Regions from separate parts of the Sus scrofa genome. Here regions 2 and 3 are each linked to region 1. The links are chromatin contacts, called in public Hi-C and HiChIP or PLAC-seq maps. All regions are on one chromosome and are shown on one strand. The core of a region is the stretch at or near the end of the contact, and the rest is flanking DNA. Distances in the headings are between cores, read along the strand shown. Region 1 overlaps DCTN6 (dynactin subunit 6). Region 2 overlaps RBPMS (RNA-binding protein with multiple splicing). Region 3 overlaps GTF2E2 (general transcription factor IIE subunit 2).

The links. Hi-C and Micro-C count contacts between places; a contact is called where the count stands out from the background. HiChIP or PLAC-seq counts read pairs in DNA pulled down with a chosen protein or histone mark.
Region 2: a Hi-C map of liver shows a contact between it and region 1, with 3 times the contacts expected there. The contact joins two enhancer-like sites. A contact is called at or near these places in 1 of 47 Hi-C or Micro-C datasets (liver) and 2 of 2 datasets of contacts at active chromatin or transcription factors (alveolar macrophages and skeletal muscle).
Region 3: an H3K27ac HiChIP or PLAC-seq map of skeletal muscle shows a contact between it and region 1, with 4 times the contacts expected there. The contact joins two enhancer-like sites. A contact is called at or near these places in 1 of 5 promoter capture datasets (liver), 16 of 47 Hi-C or Micro-C datasets (adipocytes, embryonic fibroblasts, epiblast stem cells and 10 more) and 2 of 2 datasets of contacts at active chromatin or transcription factors (alveolar macrophages and skeletal muscle).

What each region holds. Positions count from the first base shown.
Region 1 is chr15:54,886,005-54,889,129 of Sscrofa11.1, forward strand. All of the region lies in intron 2 of DCTN6 (dynactin subunit 6), which reads right to left. Among named protein-coding and RNA genes, the nearest start is that of DCTN6, 8.3 kb to the right of the region's middle. Within about 2 kb of position 1,482, at least 25 of the 83 cell types and tissues checked have an H3K27ac peak or open chromatin away from gene starts, as enhancers often do. A contact at or near this core is called in liver and skeletal muscle, where this site is marked.
Region 2 is chr15:54,553,645-54,556,599 of Sscrofa11.1, forward strand. RBPMS (RNA-binding protein with multiple splicing) reads right to left here. Exons shown (of 9, transcript XM_021074872.1): 7 at 1,157-1,226. The coding sequence ends at 1,164. Among named protein-coding and RNA genes, the nearest start is that of SMIM18, 90 kb to the left of the region's middle. Within about 2 kb of position 1,632, at least 18 of the 83 cell types and tissues checked have an H3K27ac peak or open chromatin away from gene starts, as enhancers often do. A contact at or near this core is called in liver and skeletal muscle, where this site is marked.
Region 3 is chr15:54,521,580-54,524,759 of Sscrofa11.1, forward strand. It overlaps GTF2E2 (general transcription factor IIE subunit 2), which reads left to right. Exons shown (of 9, transcript NM_001244861.1): 8 at 2,123-2,238. Among named protein-coding and RNA genes, the nearest start is that of SMIM18, 58 kb to the left of the region's middle. Within about 2 kb of position 1,907, at least 26 of the 83 cell types and tissues checked have an H3K27ac peak or open chromatin away from gene starts, as enhancers often do. A contact at or near this core is called in liver and skeletal muscle, where this site is marked.

The DNA.
Region 1 (3,125 bases), core at 232-2,731:
ATCATATTAATATGCCATAATTTATTTAACTAATTCTTTAACGATGGGCATTTAGAAGTTTCCACTTTTGGGGAGAGGTACAAAAACAATGCTGAAACAACACTTGGATTCCTGTGAAGTGAGAAATTTCTTATGGCTCTTCCAGCTGGGTGAATCAACTTGAATCTGTAGTTTGCACAATACCAGATTTATGTCTTACATCAAAATGTCCTATGATAAAGAGACACGATATTTCCATTTCAGGTTCTTTGTAGCTAAAGCCCCAGCTAGCTCCCCATTGCTTGTCTCAAAAGTCTAGGCTCTGGCCTTTATCACTTAAAGGCTATGTGCTTAATCTCTCAAATGCCTCCGTTTTCTCATCTATACAAAGATAAGATCTATGATAACTTACCTCACTGGGTTAAGGTATGGATTATATAAAGTAAGGTTTGAAAAGGAGATCATGGGGTCTGGCTCATAGTTCTTCAAAATGGGAGGTTCATCACTAGCTGACACTAAGAGCTAACAACTATCACAGCAAACAAAATAACACCTGGTCTGCAAAAGAGAAGAAAAGGGACTGCTTTACTCTCCTCTCAGGTATTGGGGTAAAACCTCTTTTTCACAGGGGAGGAAAATTCTTCACCTTATTGTTAGATAATAAAAAAGATTAATAAAAATATTCCATACTAGCATTAAAAATCTGACAGGAGGAAGAGATAGTCATGGCCATGACAGAAAGCAGATCCTTTGCTGGCAGCCAGATAAACATCCAGAGGCACTAGATATTCCCCTTGTCCTCAGGCTGTAGCTTTTGACAACAAGCAGTCTTGTAAGAAGCTCCCTGAGAAAGGGCTAATAAGACAAAGGTACCACTAGGACCTGGGCTTCTTTAAAAGTTCCTCTAAAGTACAGCTTTGAAAACAATTGACATCTTCATTTTTCCCTTTCAAAAATAATACATATTAAGTATACCAAAACCCCCAGAGAGATGAACACACTTTTTTTTTTTTTTTTTTTGTCTTTTCTAGGGCCACACCCGCAGCATATGGAGGTTCCCAGGCTAGGGGTCTAATCACAGCTGTAGCCGCTGGCCCATGCCACAGCCACAGCAACGCCAGATCCAAGCCACGTCTATACCACGTCACGGCAACGCTGGATCCTTAATCCACTGAGCGAGGCCAGGGATTGAACCCGCAACCTCATGGTTCCTAGTCAGATTTGTTAACCACTGAGCTATGACGGGAGCTCTGAACACACTTTAAAAAAAAATTAAATAATCTCCAATCCCATGTATTCTTATGTAATATTTAAAAATAATTCTGAAGCTATTTTATTTAGCCAAGTGTTTCATTATTGTCATTTTTTTTAGATCATTATTAATAAGTAAGTTAGTAAATAACTGAAAAACTGGTTATAAATCTGAGGGCCCTAGGATATAAAGCATCATCACCGGCTTCTGTGAGACCTGTGTTCAAGACAACACCTCCACCTGGTGGTCACGCTGCCAAATTACATGTCCTGGAGTTCAAGGCTGAAAGGACTTAGGTTAAACTGAGTTGTGAAGTTAACAGCAAATGTCATGAGTGACAATAAACCAAATAGTTCCCCTTTACCTCTCTTTTTTGGGCAGAGACTAGAGAGATTAGTATGTACACAGAACTGCTGTACATGTGACTGCTTAGACTTCAGTTTGCTGAACTTCTTAAAGGGAACTTCCGACTCAGGTGGTTTGTCTCTACACAGCACTGAAGGTTGGCACCAGACAGGAGGGCAACCTGGGCAAGACCCTGGGCAGCGCCCACATATTGAAATGTGAGCACAGTCTGCTCCACACTTCTCTACACGCAAGAAGCACTTTTACCTCCAATGGGACTGAATTTAAACCCAGTTGAAGGGTCCTGAGGTTAAAATGCTTTAAAAATAAAAATTTGTCACCATGGAAAGTTTTTTTTTTTTAAAGGCTGTTGTGAATTTTCTTAGAGCTCTTTCTGACAGGGTAGTTTGTATATTTTCTTACTGAATGTGCTGAAACCCTATTTGGCTTATCTCCTTGTTTGGATAAATGTGTCTAGAGTTGGAGCTGCCTTACTGGCTGATGAATTATTTTTCTAAATGCTTGGCTGGGCTTGACGCAACCTAGCCAGAAAGACATTCCTTGAATCAAATTTCCATTCCCCTCATTTAGTAAAGGGCATTTTTCCTGTCTATCTTTGCCTAGGAAAGCAATCTTTGTGGACATCTTCATATGTCAATAAATAGTTCCAAAAGCCACAAGGTCTCTTGAAAATGAAAACAATTCCTATGACCTGTAAGCTGAAGTACCTGTAAGAACTGCTTTATATGCAATGAATTTCTCAAGTCAAAGCCAGTATTCTGCCTATTAAAAAAGACTTTAATATAATGTTGTATATATGACTTATATGTTATAAACCAGTTACCTCAATTTAAAAAAAGATTTCCTAACACAAATTTTATTTATTTTTTAAAATGATTTTTATTTTTTCTATTATAGCTGGATTACAGTGTTCTATCAATTTTCTTTTTCTTTTTTTTTTTTTTGCCTTTTCTAGGGCCGCTCTCAGCGGCATATGGAGGTTCCCAGGTTAGGGGTCCAATCGGAGCTGTAGCCACTGGCCTGCACCAGAGCCACACCTACACCACAGCTCACAGCAACGCTGGATCCTTAACCTACTGAGCAAGGCCAGGGATCAAACCCGCAACCTCATGGTCCTAGTCGGATTCGTTAACCACTGCGCCACCACGGGAACTCCAAGTGTTCTGTCAATTTTCTATGCAGTATTCTAACACAAATTTTAAGCCAACTATACTCCAATTAAATTAAAAAAAAAGATTTCCACAATAAAAGGGAAGCTTTTGATACTAAAAACTCTAATGGAAAGAAAAAGTGGAACAAAGAGCTTCCATCACAAAGCTTTTCCACTGAAGGCACTGAGTTCTGCTTTCACATTGCAGTGTCCCAACCAAGTCCTGTTCTAACCCCAGAAGACTGCCCTCACCTTAAAATAGGACTCCTTGACTCTGCTCAGAGGGACCTTTCTGAAATGTTTTTCAGCTTTCAAAACAAGATTGTCAGGAAATAATGCATGGCCCAGGAATCAAGGCAGTCTAAGTAAAAACAGGCT
Region 2 (2,955 bases), core at 382-2,881, 330 kb before region 1:
GAACCTGACTAGTATTCATGAGGACTTCAGTTCAATCTTTGGCCTCACTCAGTGGGTTAATGAGCTGGTGCTGCCGTGAGCTATGGTGTAGGTTGCTGATGCGGCTTGGATCCTGAGTCGCCATGGCTGTGGCTGGCAGCTACAGCTCTGATTCGATCCCTAGCCTGGGACCTTTTCCATGTGCTGCAGATGCTGCCCTAAAAAAAAAAGACAAGAAAGAAAGAATTTATCTTAGAAGCTTTCCTTGAGGAGTGTTAGGGAGAGATACATAACAACTTTCCATGGCCTCTGTGCCATTTCTAACTGGATGAAGTCCGGTCTCTCCCTATTCCCATTTTTCTTCCTGTCTTGTGAAGGAATGACATAAACAAAGAGAAGATTTGAGTGTAGGACAGTAACATTTCAAAGATGCGGGGCAGACTCTCCAAATTCACACACCAAATTAGAGTTCAGAACAACACTGCTTTATACTTCACAGAAATTCGGGCAAGATACTGAATTACAGGTGGTGTTTGGGATGTGACAGCAATTCTACATTTACAGGAAAACAAATCATTTGGTAGTTCCCTGAAGCAAGGCTGGGCCTGTGAAGAAATGGCGCAAAGGCCAACTTGGGATAGTTTCCCTCAAGAAACTTTAAGGAAAGCCTATTGGAAGCAGCACACTGAGTACCTTCGTAAGGACATTGGGTGTTTTGTAAAGACCATTTAGGTGATTTAGAAAGAACTATCCCAAGTTCTGACAGACGGGCGGGCATGTACAGAAGTAAATCTCTAGGATTCCCACTCTAAGGCGCTACGTCAGTAGATGACTTAGGTCTGTGACCTGAGGAAGGTTTTGTTCACGCTGGCAGCAGGTGAGTAACAGTCATGTCACTTCCTGATTCATGTGGGGGTGTGGGGGAGGGGGCCAGGATCCCAGTTCTCCAGTTCGTATCCCTCACTTCTCCTTCAGTCCCAAGTGAAAATCTCTTGGAGAGACGTATGGCCCCAAAGGCGCTCTTGGGGTGCTAAGTGTAATGACCTGGGATGACCCCTGCAAGTGCAGAAGGTGTGGGCGCCAATGCAGGATGAGAGCTGCCCAGTGACCAAACGTCTGCTCGGTCCTGTGCTCACCCAGGCCCTGGACACGGTTCTCATTAAAACCGAGTACTTACACAGTATTCAGCAGAACTGACGGGACTTCCAGCCCTGAGAAGTAGCCTCGGACGGAGGGAGCCAGCGCATCTGGAAAGACATGTGGGGAGAAGGCTGTGAACCTGGGCTCCGGGGCACGTCTGCACCCCTCAGGGCATCCTGCCAGGCTACTGCCCCCTTCCCAGTTCCCAGGTGGTGCTCAAGCACCCCTGCCTGGGCAGCTGTCTCCCCTGGGGCTGAACAGCATCCTGAGAAATCCTCCACACCCCCTTCTGAGCACGAGGCCGAGCTCTCAGGAATGCACCCCCTGACTGAGCACCCGGGGCCCAGTGGCTCCTCCTGCTCCCACCCCCCTTCTCAAGTCACAGCTGCTGCTGGGCTAAAACCTGGCCCAGTGACCCCTCTTTTCCGCACTGACTCAGCAACACCTGGGCTGGGGGATAGGCCGCCCAGTGGCTTCCTGAGCATTGTGTGGAAACATGTATCTGCTGTGATAAGGAAGGGACGGTCCATGACACCATCCAGACCAGTGGTCTGGCCAGGGTGGCTTGGAGCTTCTGGTCCTGTCCTTTTAGAAAAGGATCCTGGCTTTCTGGCACTCTGGGATGTCTGGCACTGAGCCCTCTGCCCGCTTGGCTGCCCCACCTCTTCCGATTAGGTTCCCAAAGTGCAAGGCCAGGCCCCAAACACAAAAGGATTGTGATGCTCTGCACTTGGCAGAATGCTCCCGGTCTCCGACTGAAGAAAACAGGAAAAACAAACAAAAGAGCATGTGTGCTTTGGCTCTACCAGACGTTCACTCCACCTCCCGGCACTGTCTGTTTTGCCTGTAAACCTCTGGGTAGAGGCTAGAGAAGCCTGTTTATTGCTGCTTCTTTTTACACTGAGCAGGGATGGCTCTCCACCAGCCCATAAGCAACACAGAAAGCAGTGCAGGGAGCAGCACAGCAGAGGGCTGGGTGGCCCGGCTGGGAGGTGGTGTCCGCCCAGCATGGCAGGGGGAAGACTGCTCTTTATCTGGGTCTGGCCCAAACCAGTTCACACGAGAGTGTTTCTGGTGGAATGGGATGCTGGGGGGAATATTACCCTGGCAAATCAGTGTTAGTGGTTAAATTTGTAGCATAACCCCTTTTTTTCATATAGCATCCTGTTTGTATCTCCAAAGCATAAACAGAGGAAGCTGCAAGCCAGCTGACATGGAAGTGCCGGCGCCTGAGGCACTGACAGAAACCTTCTGGCTCATCTTACCTGAGCGGAACAGGTTGGGAATTGGATGAGGTCTGGGTATTTGCAATGATGTCCACCATGGTCATAAGTCCCATGGGGTTGAGGCTGGGTCAGAATCCAGTGCTCAGGCTCTACCAGCTCTGACTGATCCTGAGGCTATCCTGGGCTATCTAGGAATGGGTCCTAGAGAGCAATCAGTAGTACCCTGGCCTTTGCCCCTGGCTCATTTGCAGGAGTCTGCAGAGTTCCTTCTTTACCACACAGGTCTCCCTCAGTGGCTATTCCCTCTCTGACTGTCCCTGCAGGATAAGGGGCCACACTGGGGGACTCTATCCCCAGAGGGAATAGAAGTGTCTGGCCTCACTTACTCCGTAAGAGGGACTTAAAGAGTCCAAGGATGCATTCTGAGCTTCTGCCTACACAGGACTCCACCTCTGGGGGCCCCTTGGGTCTGCTGTGTATTAGTGACCTGCGGGGGCAGGGAGCACATCAGGTATTACTAGAAACAAGATGACTAGCCAAGGTGGAGCTCTGTATCATGAGAGGGCAGAGCTGTATTTCGTGGGAGCCACCAGCAGGTCCTGAAGCTCAT
Region 3 (3,180 bases), core at 657-3,156, 360 kb before region 1:
GATGTTCTTGCCCAAAATGTACTGCCTCAGTTTAATCATAAGGCAATATCAGAAAGCCCCACATTGAGGGCCATTGTATAAAATAACTCTTGAGCAGTGTCATGGTCCCGAGGGTCAAGGAGACCAGGCACACTTAGATCCTGGACCAAGGAGACACAGCAGCTAAACACGGTGGGATCCTGGTGGGGCCCTGGACCAGGGCAAAGATGCTGGTACTAAAACTGGTGACATTTGAATAAGGTCTGTAGATTAGTTAATAGGCTTGTATTAGTTTCACTTATTTTACTAAGATAATATGCAGTGTTCACATTAGAAGTTGGGCCAAGAGTGTACAGGAATTCTTTATACTAAATTTGCAACTTTTAATGTAAAATTATTTCAGAATAAAAGCTTAAAACACGTAAAAAGAAAATATACTCTGTGTTGCCCAGACAGTGGCATTTCATAGTTGAGTGGTCAAATTGCTGAGAGTGTACTAGGTTCAGTGCCAACTCTAGTGGTAAACTTTTATGAAACAGAATTTCCACTCTTGAGGTACTTATAGCTGTTCAAGAGGTTGAGAAAGATGTGCAGGCCAATAAATGTCATCAGTTAACTTAATGCAGATGAAAGAAAGAGCTCCTAATGTATTTATAGAAATTAAAAAATTTTTCTTTTATTTAGAGGTTTGTTGTTGTTGTTTGCTGTATATGGCCACTCCCACGGCATATGGAGGTTCCCAGGCTAGGGGTCGAATCAGAGCTGTAGCCATCGGCCTTCGCCAGAGCCACAGCAATGTGGGATCCAAGCCACGTCTGCAACCTACACCACAGCTCACGGCAACGCCGGATGCCTAACCCACTGAGCAAGGCCAGGGATCGAACCCGAAACTTCATGGTTCCTAGTCGAATTCATTAACTACCGAGCCACGATGGGAACTCTGTCCTAAAGATGTTTTGGATTGAAATGACTTCGTGCCCAGGTTGAATTCTTTGTAGTAGATTGTTGTTTCTGCATTGGTCATTATCAGCAGAAGGCTTTTCAGTGTATGATAGAGAACGGATTTCCTGAGTATCATCAGAGTCCCAGCTGTTAGGGCATTATTTACTTCCTGTGTTATGTTTTGAAATAGGAAAGGAGAGAGTCTGGTCCAGCACAGTATTGTGTTGCCAACTTTATTTACAGCTTGTGAATGGACTGTGGGTTGCGTATGTGAAAGTTAATGGCCTTGGAATGAAAGGAGGGGGCAGTACCTTGATTAGGTCTGTGTCAGAGGGGTAGGGGTGTTCTTGGCCTTCGTGTGACCCCAGGGCACTCAGGGAGCTTTTCTTTTTTGCCATCCAGAGTATGACAAGACAGTTTTTTGTGTGTCAGAAAGTAGATGCTAAGAAGTAAAACCTGGTTCTTCTTTGAGGCTGTTTTAAGGACAGAATTTAAGATGCAAATGAGTTGATTCTGAGCATTGTGATCTCTTTTGGTTGCAAAAACCGTGATGTGCCAGAGGGGGTAGGAGTCACTGAGAACAAGATTCAGGCTGGACAGAAGGCCTTTCTCCTTTGTTTTCCAGGGGTGGTGAGACAGTGTTACTGTCTAAGTATCCCCCCAGCCCCCACTTTTACGACCTCTTAGTCACCCATTCCCAGTTTGATTTCAGAAAGTTCTTTTGCAAATAAACTGGTATAATTCCTCACTCTCGTTAAAAACTTTGGTTCCTCATCTCCCTGTGTGTTTCTTTTCACCCATGGGAGAGGACGGGGGCAGGTATACTGAGCTTACAGGAGATGAGCAGGAATTTGAACTGTTTAAATGGAGAAAACTGATTTCTAGAATAAAAGGACAATTGTCAACTGCCTTTCTTCCCAGGAAAGCTGGGAGGCCTCAATCACATGGCCCATCGTTTATAGACTCTAAAAATAGAACAGTGCTGGTCTCATCTGTAAGGATACAGTTCCAGTTCCCAGGCCCTTCTGCTACTCAGCGTCCAGCATTTGACTGTTCTTGTCTTACTTCCTTTGTTTTTATAATGAAATCTCAGATGGGCTGATTTAGACCAGAGGAGATAATACTGAAGCTTGACTTCAGTCACTGAGATGCTGAGCTTGTAAACATCTCTTGTAAAATAATGACTACCTTGTTGGCACAGAGTTTCAGAAACTGTGGAGGAGTGTCACCGTGGATTCAATGGATGAGGAGAAAATTGAAGAGTATCTGAAGCGACAGGGTATTTCTTCCATGCAGGAATCCGGACCAAAGAAAGTGGTATGTACTCTCTAGCAGAAAATGGCCTCCTCTTTGAACTGTTAGCTTGCTTCCTGTGCGGCTATCTGAAGAGCAGGTAGGTAGGTCTCCCTTCCAGAGTTTTCTGTGTCCTTAATGCCATGACCTTGCTCAGAAGCATTCAGATCATGTCTGGTGTATGGGTGGATGGCCCTCAGGTGCTGTTCCCCAGGTGTGTGAGAGCCCCGCCCTAAGCCCGTCCTGGCAGGGATTGCTCTCAAGCTCCAGCCAATGGACTTCCAGTGCCGGCATGCTGTCTTCCCAGTTTCTAGCAGGGGCCTGCTCATCACCCTCTTCTTTATGACCTTCATCCTGCCCCCTCCCACTTGCTCCCGGAGCCCCATGGACTGGTGCCTGGCTTTGCCTTAGCCCTGATCACACTGAATTGTCTTTGTTGACTCGCAGGTCCCTTAGGAACCAGATACTATTGTCTTTATAGCTCCAAATCCTGCTCACTGGAGAGATTTGTAATCAAATGTACCAGCTAACTGACTTCTCCAGCCCAGGTGGAGGTGTATTTCACCACCACCCTGGACACTGGCAGCTCTGCAACTCTCCCTTGTTCCCTTGCCCACTGTCGTGCCTTGTAGCTTGCCTTCTTTGTGACTCTGTGTGTGTTTCATTCAGTGAATTTTTAGACTCCTTAAAAGGGAAATTTATTGCTCGTGATCTCAGTGAATCAGTGCGATGCAGCACTTCATGGTTTTCTTTCATTGCTTAGTTTGTTGATTTTTTTATTGTGTGATATTAATATTTCAAGTATACAGTAAAGAGAATTAAAAGAGAATAATACTTAACAAATCTTCCTGTGTCCATCCACTTTCCACTTCCCAGTGTTGTCCTATCTCTATATTTTACTGTATTTGTTTCAGATCTTCTTCTTTTCTTATTGGTAATGGTGGATAGATTTTTAAACCTGCTAAT